Linked DNA regions of Mus musculus: regions 1 and 3 are each linked to region 2. Evidence: chromatin contacts called from public HiChIP or PLAC-seq data. All regions are on one chromosome and are shown on one strand. The core of a region is the stretch at or near the end of the contact, and the rest is flanking DNA. Distances in the headings are between cores, read along the strand shown. Region 1 holds the start of Slc41a3 (solute carrier family 41, member 3). Region 2 has its middle 26 kb from the start of Gm38860. Region 3 has its middle 74 kb from the start of Fbln2.

Region 1 (3,157 bases), core at 74-2,573, 380 kb before region 2:
CTCCTTTTCACTGTCACAGGGCTTTCTGGGTCAGCCTTTAATCAAAGGGTTTGTGATGGAGGGATCAGGGGCTGAGGTCCAGGGTTCTCTTCAAGACTGTGACACCAGTTATTGCTTTTCCCTGTTCTAGTCAGACCTAAGATTCTGCTACCCCCCACCTGCCCACAGTGCCTCAGTCTGGGAATCAAACTCGTTAAACCTTTATGAAACCTTCAAAAGTATGGGCTAAAATAAACCCTTTTCTTTGTATAAGTTGATTTTGTTACAATAAATGAAAGCATATCAACATGGAGTTCAAGGTTCATGGATGGCTATTCCTGGTGACGCCTCCCTCCTACTGTCTTTCTATGTCTCACCTGCATGCACACAGGGAGAATGAGCTGGCAGGGTCTCTTCCTGAGAGGACTCCAGTCGCATTGTGACTGCACCCTGTGACTTCACTTGTTCATTGCTACCTCTTACATAAGCTGGATTGACAAATGCAATCACTTTGGGAGCTTGGAATTCAGCACTATATTTTGACAATGTAAGCCATCCAGTCTGTAAATTCTCCTAACATGTGGAACACTGTCATCTGTTTTTGTTTTGTTTTTCATTTGCTGGGGACAGAATCCAGGAACTGGGCTTGCATCTCCCCGGGCCTTGCCCTGTCATACTTTTTTTGTGTTGTATTCTTCAAAACTACTGTCTTACAGGTCTTGCACATCCGGTTTCTGCAGGTGCAGTTGGCAGCTTAGAATCCAGCCAGGGCTCAGGATTCTTGAATCAGCCAAGAGCCATAAGTGGGGGCACGGGATAGATTGTAGGAGCTGGTGTCCACTGAGGCTCACCACTGCTGGCTGAGTCTTCCAAGGCTGTATCTTGATAAGAGTGAGAGGATCACACATGTTGAAGGACAGAAGAACTTTCATGACACATACACAAGTGTTCAAAGGTGAAATATTCAGAAATGTCAGATTGAAAACTGAACAGGCAAATGTGTATCCTAAGGGAAGCTGGCCCTTGCAGTGTGCTACTGGAGGCTACTCCGTCGCCCAGCCCCGCCCCCGCCCGTGGCCCCGCCCGTGACCCCGCCCTACTCATGGTCCTGTTCCGGGGTCTAGCTTCTTCTTTCTTGGCCCCACCCCAAGCGGCACCGCCTCTGAGGCGTGTCATTGGGTCCTTCGGCACCCAGGGAGCATCCCTGCACACCCCACTGCTCGATCAGAGAGCTGTCCTGACTAAAAGGCTTTAAAAATTGGGTTTTTCAAGCGCCACCTCTGTGGATTGGCCCCGCCCACAACACTCGCCCAGCAACCCTCCCCTCCTGTGGCCCCGCCCCTCTGTCTGGACGCCTAGGCAGGGCGGGGCTGGCCCGCCTGCTGCCCTTCTCGCTTCCTCCCGCCGCAGGCCTCCACAGTGTCCAGCGCGCGCCTGGCCGCCTCGCTTTCGCCGCCGGCCGGGAGAGGACCGGTAAGCGCGGGCAGGAGCTGGACTGGGAGCCGGGGAAGCCAAGGGAAAGCGGAGCGTCAATGGCCCTCGGGATGGGGCGTGGGGCACAGGATCTGTCTTAGGCACACTGGGCGGGTCAGTTTGTGGCATCCTCGCTCCAAAGGTCTGCAGGGACCCGCCCCGCTGATCTCTCTCCCTCTGCCTGTGATGAACCCCAGAGCGCCTGACTCTAGGGGTTATGGTTAACTCCTTCAGCACCCCGAGATCATCCTTGACCACCCTAAGGCAGGCTCAGCGAGCTGTCCCTGCGCTCCAGGTTGTCAAGCTAGAGGTTGTTCAGACTTGAGAAGATCCCTCAGTCTACCAGATCCTTTCTATAAATCTTTTAAAACTCAGGTTTTCAAACTGCTTCTTCGCCACGGAGACCACTTAGAGACGCAGCCATTCCAACCTGACCCAGATATCTAGATGAGCTTGCTCTGCTTCCTGACGCTGGCTGGCCTCATGCTGGTACTATGGTAGCTTAAGAACCACGACTGTAAAGTAGTACAGAAGAGCCTGGAGTCAGGCCAAGTGCCCTGTAAGGAAAATATACTATAGAAGGGTATAGTGATCTCCCCTTATTGCAGGGAGTTACAAACATGTTCCCAAAGAGTGTCTGAATCCTGGAATGATATCCAGACATATAGATTGTTTTCCTAATATACATACCTATGGTAGAGCTTAACTTGTGAACTAGACACAGTAAAAGATGAACACCCCTAAGGTAGGGCAGGTGTAATCATATACTGTGATACAATTGTCACCATCACTATACTTGTGCCATTATTAAGTAGACTAAGCGTTGCTTGGCCAACAGCTCAGCCACCCTAACAACTGTTGAGAGGGTGACTAGCTGATGGGCAGCATCTGCAGCATAGATCCCTATGCCGAGGAGTGCTGCATGTTCTAGGAGGGACAGTGTAGTGTTAACTGAATCGGTCCACCATGCTGCTCAGAACTGAGCACAAAACCTACAAATTCTTTATTTCTAGAAATGTTCTCTTAATATTTTTGGTAGTAAGCAAAACCTCTGAAGGTACCCTAGGATAAAGGGTCTTACAGCGCTCCGTTCATACTCTGAGGTGGATGGTATTTTGCTCTCCCAAGGTCACACATCTGCGAAGAGGAGAAACTGGGATTCGAACCCTGAGTTTGGGTTCCCGTACATTCCCACCGGAATGTTCTATAAAGTCAAGAAGATAAAGTGCAGATGTGCTCTCCTTATTCTACATAGTGGGCAGCTAAGAGGCAACCCATCCATCCCAGAAACTCAGCCCACCCGCCTCGTGTTAGAATCTCCCTGTCTCAGTCAAGTGGGCATCAGTTTGTGTGCTGTGCCAGAGGGATGCTTAGTACCTGACTGTTGAGCAGGTGCTCACAGGCCTGTGTTTAAGGCCAATCTCTCCGGGCAGTAGGATGCTTCTGAATGGTAGTGTTTAGTGCCTGAATGAGGCACCAGTGACAGTATTCTCATTAGACACTTGAACATTCCCAGTGAATCTTCAGTCACCTTCATGGAGGTCCCTGCTGATGGGCCAGGATATCCCCGACTGGTGCCGATGTCTGCTGGATGCCGACTGCTAGGCTGAGCCACGCTAGGGACTGACTTGATCCCCATTGCACACCCTGGCCAGGGTGCATGTGCGGTGAGGATTGTGAGGCCAAATGGTCACTGCCGGTAGGC
Region 2 (3,235 bases), core at 567-3,066:
GCTTGGATATAAAATATTTAAACTGAATTGTCTTTCTACTTTTCTATGTTTGAAAATTCTGGAGCTAAGCAATCCTCCAAAGCAGTTTCGATGTCCTGGCTAACCCTATTCCAAAGCTATCATCTACAGGCAGTTCCTATGTCTGATCCCTTAAAGAAGTAGTTACTCTCATTTGTCATGGAACTGACTCAGAGAGGCTGGGCCTTACAAACTTTGAGCCACTGGAAACAGCTACAGCAGGGGCTAGGTCTTCCAACCCACTGCTAGATGAGGACTAACTGCCCACTCATGAGAAAGCCTTAAAGGTCCTCCAGAAGAAGCCTAGGGAAGTTAGGGTGACAGGGGCATTGCAACATCAAAGCTGCTATGCTTTATTGATGGAAACAGAGCCCTTTCCATGCACAATACTTACTGACCAGTGAATTCTGCATAACTCTGAGTTATCAGCTCCATAGACTTGGTACACAAGAATTCCAACCATATCACTTGGCCACACTTAGCCTATAGTTGGGGAGATCTGGTCTGCAGACTAGCATGTGTCTATGCTGGGTGAACGTCTGCAAGCAGGAGATCCACTGAACTCAGATGGTCTCATAACTACATCAGTAGCTCGTACTCCCTTTCAGATAGGTCAGTTTCACCTTCTTTGATTCCAGTTTTTGACAAATTCCCAGTTTGTCTATGTTTGTTTCTCTGCTGGCTCAGTGGTAATTATTCCTGTTGACACCCAGACAAGCACAGAACTGTGTACTTCCCAAGTTAAGCCAAGTGTTGCTCTTCTATAAAAAAATAAAGTAGCACAAACAATCCAATCAGCTGTCAAAGCAATGTTATAGACAAAATAACTGACAGATAGTCATCCTGATGACACAACATATGGATGTTCCCAAATGCCTGCCTCCTGTGGCCAAGCGCTCACCACACCTCCCTCCCCATAGCGAAGCCCTGAGGTCTGAGGTTTCTGCAGGCACAGTGGCCTGTATCTGGTGTGAACACTCACGTCAAAAGCACCAGCAGCTCTCAACTGCAATTCACACACTGCACCACTCACTATTTCTCTCAGCGCCAGCTAGATAAAGAAGCATTCCCTGATTTACTTTCTGGGTTGTAAAATAATAATTTGCTTAGCTTGTCAGACGGCTGGGAGAGAGCTTCAGAAAAACACTCCCTCATCTTTCTGTGGACTCTACCATCTGCTGGAAAAATAAGAATGGCTCACCCTGATCCCTTACAGTTTAATACATTTTGTCCAACTAGGACAAGTGTCCCAAAGTGTGGTGCAGCTTGTTCCTGACAAAGGGACATCTTCTCAGCACTGGATCCAGCCTTTATCTCAGCTGGGAGAAGGAGAATATTATTTAGTGGAAATATAACCACAGGGTCTCCTGCCACCAGTTTCTCAGCCACAGTTACAGGTGAGGAGAAAAAAGGCCTTCCTATCCTCTTCCAGACCCCTAGTCTTTGCTCCTAGGGAGAAAGGAATCTGCGCATAAGAGCACTCTGCTTCCTAGCCCCTACACCCCAGTTTTGGTACTTTCTAACCACTTTGAAGAACACAACTCAAAGGCTCCTTGCCAGGACCATCATAGTGCTTTCTGTGTTATCTGCCTGCTGCCAATTAGGACAGTCCAGTTTCCTCTTGCCACCCCCTCTTCTACGGCCACCCTTGAGCATGCCCCTGAAATGAAGCACCACCATCATGGTTAATGTCACCACAAACCCAGAAAAGCACTTTGTTTGGTAAGTCAACAGACACTGAATGCCACTGAAAACCTCCCCCAGAGTGAGTCACCAACTCAGAGCTTCAGAAAAAACGTCCTCTCAGAGTGATGTGTGATGTGACAGCCCTTGAGGGCTGGAGCAGATGAGAAGGCGGAAGAGGCTGTTCCACTGGGCCTCTCCCCAGCCACTTGAGGCTGATGTTTACTTCTGCCAAGAAACTTCAGGAGATCAAAGGCTAAAAGGGGGTCACCTTCTTCTACCTTTTCCCCTTTACACAATCACCACCAAAAGCACTGCATTGGTGACAAGATTCAATGGGGCAGAAGGGATCCAAACATGCTGTGCACCTTCAAGCACTGGCCAGGAGCCAAAAAGAATCCTGAGAAGTGGTCTGATCATTCCACAGTGTGAAAGTCAGGCAGGAGGTGAGCAAGATCAGGAGCCAAACAGCGTGAGATCCAACACTGGCTGACGACCAGACAGAGCTTAAACAAGGCATGTGATCCCTCTAAGCCTAGGTTTCACATCTGTATAATGGGAGCCTGTCTTTGCCTGATAGGAGTGATGACACATAAGGTATGAGCACACAGCAAACCCTTAGGGGATATTGCCATGTTCTCTTAAACTTGGTTCAATACATTCATTCGCACCTGCGGTTTGATGATTCCAATACTTCTTGTCTTCCCTGGCTTACCCATTCAGGCTATATACTCTGAGCACCCACTAGGTACCCAAGCTCTAGTGAGGGAAATGTGGTTCTAGAAATGGATCATTAGAATGTAGCTGACTGCACACTGCATAAATGAGTGCTGATGTCAGGGGAAAATCAACGTCAATAACAACAGAAGCAAATAACTCCCAGATAGCAAAGGCACCATGAATGAATGGATTTCTTCCCTGTTTTAATCTTCTCCCCCAGTGCTGGGAATAAATAATGACTCTTGGTACTAGAGGTCAAGACATTCAAGAAAGCCCTCTGAGGAAGAGCTTAAAGTTTCTGGGATTGAAAGCTTCTAGCATGTCTAGGCATCTGTGCCTAGTGAGGTAATTATCAAGCTCACTCTTGTCTCAGGGAAAGCAATGGACCCCTGAAGCTCATCTATATAGTGAGAAGGGAGCTCCTAACTCAGGCTGCAGTGGCTACCAGCTACTTAGTAAAAGGTCAGTCAGGTCTTGCTCAACCAGCATGCTTGTCAGACCGGCTCTTCTCAGGGCCACTATATGCAAATAGGGAGGCCTGAGAATGTTGTTATCCTCTGCCCAAAGGTAGAAAGTAGAGGCCAATCCCCTAGCTCCATTTCCCCCCAAACTGTGGCCCTATTCTGCTCTGTCACCTCTGGAAACTCAGCTTAATAACAGCTGTTAGCTCCAGCAACCCTTTGCCACAGCTCCATATCCCCCACTGCACATCTCTTGCACCTAGCCTTTAAGTTTCCACCTCCTGCTTTGGCTCAGCTGATCTAAAGAATTGAGAAACTGACAGACATGGGAAGAATCTAGCCTGCATGAATTA
Region 3 (3,052 bases), core at 27-2,526, 300 kb after region 2:
AGCCGCCTTTGGCCAGTGCAGCTAGGGCGTGCGCCAAAGCCACCGCCGCTGAGGATGTTGGACGCCACCAGGAGGCGCTGCGAGCGTCGCGGATCGTCAGTGCGTGTGTCCGAGCGGTGGCTCTGGCAGAAAGCTATCCAGGCGCAGGGGCGCTAGGCGCTGGTCCGCGGAAAGCCGAGGCGCAGGTCCTAGAACTTTCTACCCGGAGATCACACACTCTGAGCCCTGCTGATTGCAGGTCTCTGCTCCAGATCGCAGGGCTGGTGCGCTAAGGGTTTCAGTAGAGAGCAGGGCTTAGACACTGCAGCCCACGGCCCTGTCCTGTCCCGCAGAATTCAGATCTCCGTTCTGCCTTTTCCCATCTGTGAGACATAGGCAAGTTCCTAGACTTCTTGGTGTCTGATTTTCCTGCCTTGTGAGATGAGATTGCTGCGAGTAGCGGGTTCACCGGGTTGCGACAGGAAACCTGGATCACTCCCAGATGTACACATGTTCCTGCCCATCACAGCACGGTTGACTAGTAGGTTGGGCGATGCGGGGCCTCAGCAGTGGAGACACAGAGAAGCAAGTCGCTGAGCACTGTGTCCTGGCAGGTGCTCGTGAGGACCAGACGGCATTTAGACTAAACTTTTCTCCTCCTGGCGAGACAAGAACAATGAGAGGCTCCCCCAGGTTGATTTGGGAGGCAAATTCAGTGCCAGACCACCCTCTTCCTCCCAGCAGAGACCGTCGCCCTTGGTCGTTGTGCTCTCGGTTGTCCTCCCGCGTCATACAGTCTACGCCCCTCGGAGGCTGCCCACTGGTGTGCAGACTGTAGTGGACAGCATCCCGCAGCGGGCGAATGCTTATAGTGCGGGGCTTGTTGCCTGACACATTAGAGGGCCTGCAGCCGAATCAGCTCAAGTTCGCTGACTAGAGGCATGTAGGGTGATGAAGAGGGCCCATTCCAAGCCTCTACCGCGAAGTACCTAGGCCAGGTTCACTTCTGCACAGGGACAATCAATACATCCACATCATGGCTAATGGGTAGGGCTGGGGGACGCTGTTGGAAAGAGATAAAGTCAGGGAAGACTGTCCTAGACAGATCTGCTAGGACAAAGAGTAGGAAGTGGCTTGCCTACAGGGAGTCAGTGGAAACTGAGAAGGACTCCAGGGCGGGGCTGTGCTCTCTCTCTTTACCCATACACTCTTGCCTTCTGACCACGTCTGTTCTGTTCGCGCAAATTTTTAGAGGCTCGAAGCCCCGTCAACCTTTCTGACCACACGAGGGCAGCAGAACGCAGCTGTGAGGAGGGACAGGTGGCACGCCCAGTAGGGGGCTCTTCCAGAAGGCAGGCTGAACTCCTCAGGGCTCCCTTCCAGTTCCTCTGTGCTCACGCTTGGGTCTGTACTCCCCCAAACCCGAGGTACAGCTCTCCGAACCTCGGTGCCTCCTCTTGGGAAATGGGAGCAATCAGATTTTCATCTTCGGGAACGGATTACTGAGTGCTTTAGTAGATTTGCTGTAAGGCTGTGGAAAACTCACCCACCCTGAGTCTGCTTCCCCGAGTGAAAAGGAGGAATGAGAATGGACCCATAATGTGGGATTTGGGGGCAAGATAAATGACTCAATGAGCAATGCCTTCCAGGTACCCAGTACGCTAAATTGTAGTTCTTGACAATTACAATTTGTGACTTGGGGCTGAGAGTGGAAAGAGACCCCCGTGTTCAGGTGTTCACGCCAAAAGCTTTCCAGGAGGAATGATTTATTCATTAGGGAAGAGGTGGTCAAGATCCTTTGGGACTGTCCATTTGACAGAAGGGACACTGGGGACCAGAGAGGCTGGCAGAGCCAGGCCTGGGATTCCCACCTGATTCCTGAAGGTCAGTTATCCTGCCTGGTTGCAGGACCTTTCCTTGATGGAGGGTTCTCAGGTTGTCCCTTGTTCTTGTTACTGAAGGCCCCTGAGTTAAGCTGTGAGAGAGGAGAGAGCTTCGAGTGCCCAGTCCTTGGAGGGGCATCCTCTTGGGGGCTTATGAGAACTTCTCATGGGAGCCAATTCTTTCAAGGTCCAGGACACTGATGTTTGTGGTGGGTGGGTGAGTCCAGAGGGTTGTAGTCCTATGGTGGGCAAGGGGTGTAGTGGGGGAGGGGTGTAGTGGGGGAGGGGTGCCCGCTTCTCCCTAGGAGTGAACCCCAGCTGTACATTTTGTGGAAGTATGTTCCTCTCTCCCCTCAAGCCCTTGAGCAATGCCCACAGCAGGATTGGAATAATCACCCTGAGGCTTGGACACCCCCTCCCTCTCCAGGGTTGCTTTCCTTGTGGTGAAGGTGCTACTTACAGTGAAAACAGCCATTGAAGCAAAACGCAAAAATAATGTCAGTTTCCACTTTTGACAAAAATGGGAAGGCAGGTGGCTTCTTGTCTGCGATAAGCGCATCTGCTTCTGCAGTAATTACTATCTGAGATAATTATGAAAAAGAATTTAAATACTCAGGGCATGCGCGGGGCCAGGACGGCGTTCTTTCTCCTTAGTCCTAATCTCTTCTGCAAGTCGGAGTCTTGTCCCGACCGACCAGGACAGCACTGGGCGGGCCGAGGTGCAGGGGTGGGATGGAGGAAGGGCCAGGCTGGGCAGCTGCCCCTCTCTCTACTTTCCCAGGCCTCACTGTCCTCATCTGCAAACCAGGATGGCTCCATGAGAGCCAGGTGAGGAGATAAAGCAGGTGAGTGGTGAGAAGCCCAGAATGTTGTGCACGGGCATAGCCTGGTCTCCGTGACCTAATCCTCTTCTTTGTCTTGGGGGAGCAAGGGAGCCTCTGAAACCCTCCCCCAGCTTTAGAACGCCTCAAATGGAGATGGAGCTCACTTCTGGGATACAGAAGTCACAGCAGCAGGTGTCCAGAGCCTACAGAAGAACAGTCCAGCCTTAGGGAATCCTGGTCTTGGTCTGGGATGGTGATGGAGTGGGGCCAGAGCTGGACCCAGAGCCCAGGGCAGGAGGCTGATTCCAGCCCTGGACTACAGACCAGCTTCCTGTCCCAGCTCAGCAGCACTGGCTGAACCTTTCC

Evidence for each region. HiChIP or PLAC-seq counts read pairs in DNA pulled down with a chosen protein or histone mark.
Region 1: a FOXA1 HiChIP or PLAC-seq map of pancreatic cancer cells shows a contact between it and region 2. The contact joins the promoter of Slc41a3 here to the enhancer-like site in region 2. A contact is called at or near these places in 6 of 39 promoter capture datasets (cranial neural crest, hematopoietic stem and progenitor cells, hippocampal neurons and 3 more), 3 of 484 Hi-C or Micro-C datasets (all in embryonic stem cells) and 1 of 115 datasets of contacts at active chromatin or transcription factors (pancreatic cancer cells).
Region 3: a contact with region 2 is called in an HNF4G HiChIP or PLAC-seq map of pancreatic cancer cells. The contact joins two enhancer-like sites. A contact is called at or near these places in 12 of 484 Hi-C or Micro-C datasets (the N1E-115 cell line, cerebellum, cerebral cortex and 6 more) and 4 of 115 datasets of contacts at active chromatin or transcription factors (astrocytes, embryonic forebrain, neural tube and 1 more).

The regions. Positions count from the first base shown.
Region 1 is chr6:90,603,557-90,606,713 of GRCm38.p6, forward strand. It overlaps Slc41a3 (solute carrier family 41, member 3), which reads left to right and starts at 1,324. Exons shown (of 11, transcript NM_027868.2): 1 at 1,324-1,452.
Region 2 is chr6:90,982,500-90,985,734 of GRCm38.p6, forward strand. It overlaps a transcript of Iqsec1 not described here. Among named protein-coding and RNA genes, the nearest start is that of Gm38860, 26 kb to the right of the region's middle. Within about 2 kb of position 1,817, at least 27 of the 459 cell types and tissues checked have an H3K27ac peak or open chromatin away from gene starts, as enhancers often do. A contact at or near this core is called in hippocampal neurons and pancreatic cancer cells, where this site is marked.
Region 3 is chr6:91,285,540-91,288,591 of GRCm38.p6, forward strand. No RefSeq gene overlaps it. Among named protein-coding and RNA genes, the nearest start is that of Fbln2, 74 kb to the left of the region's middle. Within about 2 kb of position 1,277, at least 49 of the 459 cell types and tissues checked have an H3K27ac peak or open chromatin away from gene starts, as enhancers often do. A contact at or near this core is called in pancreatic cancer cells, where this site is marked.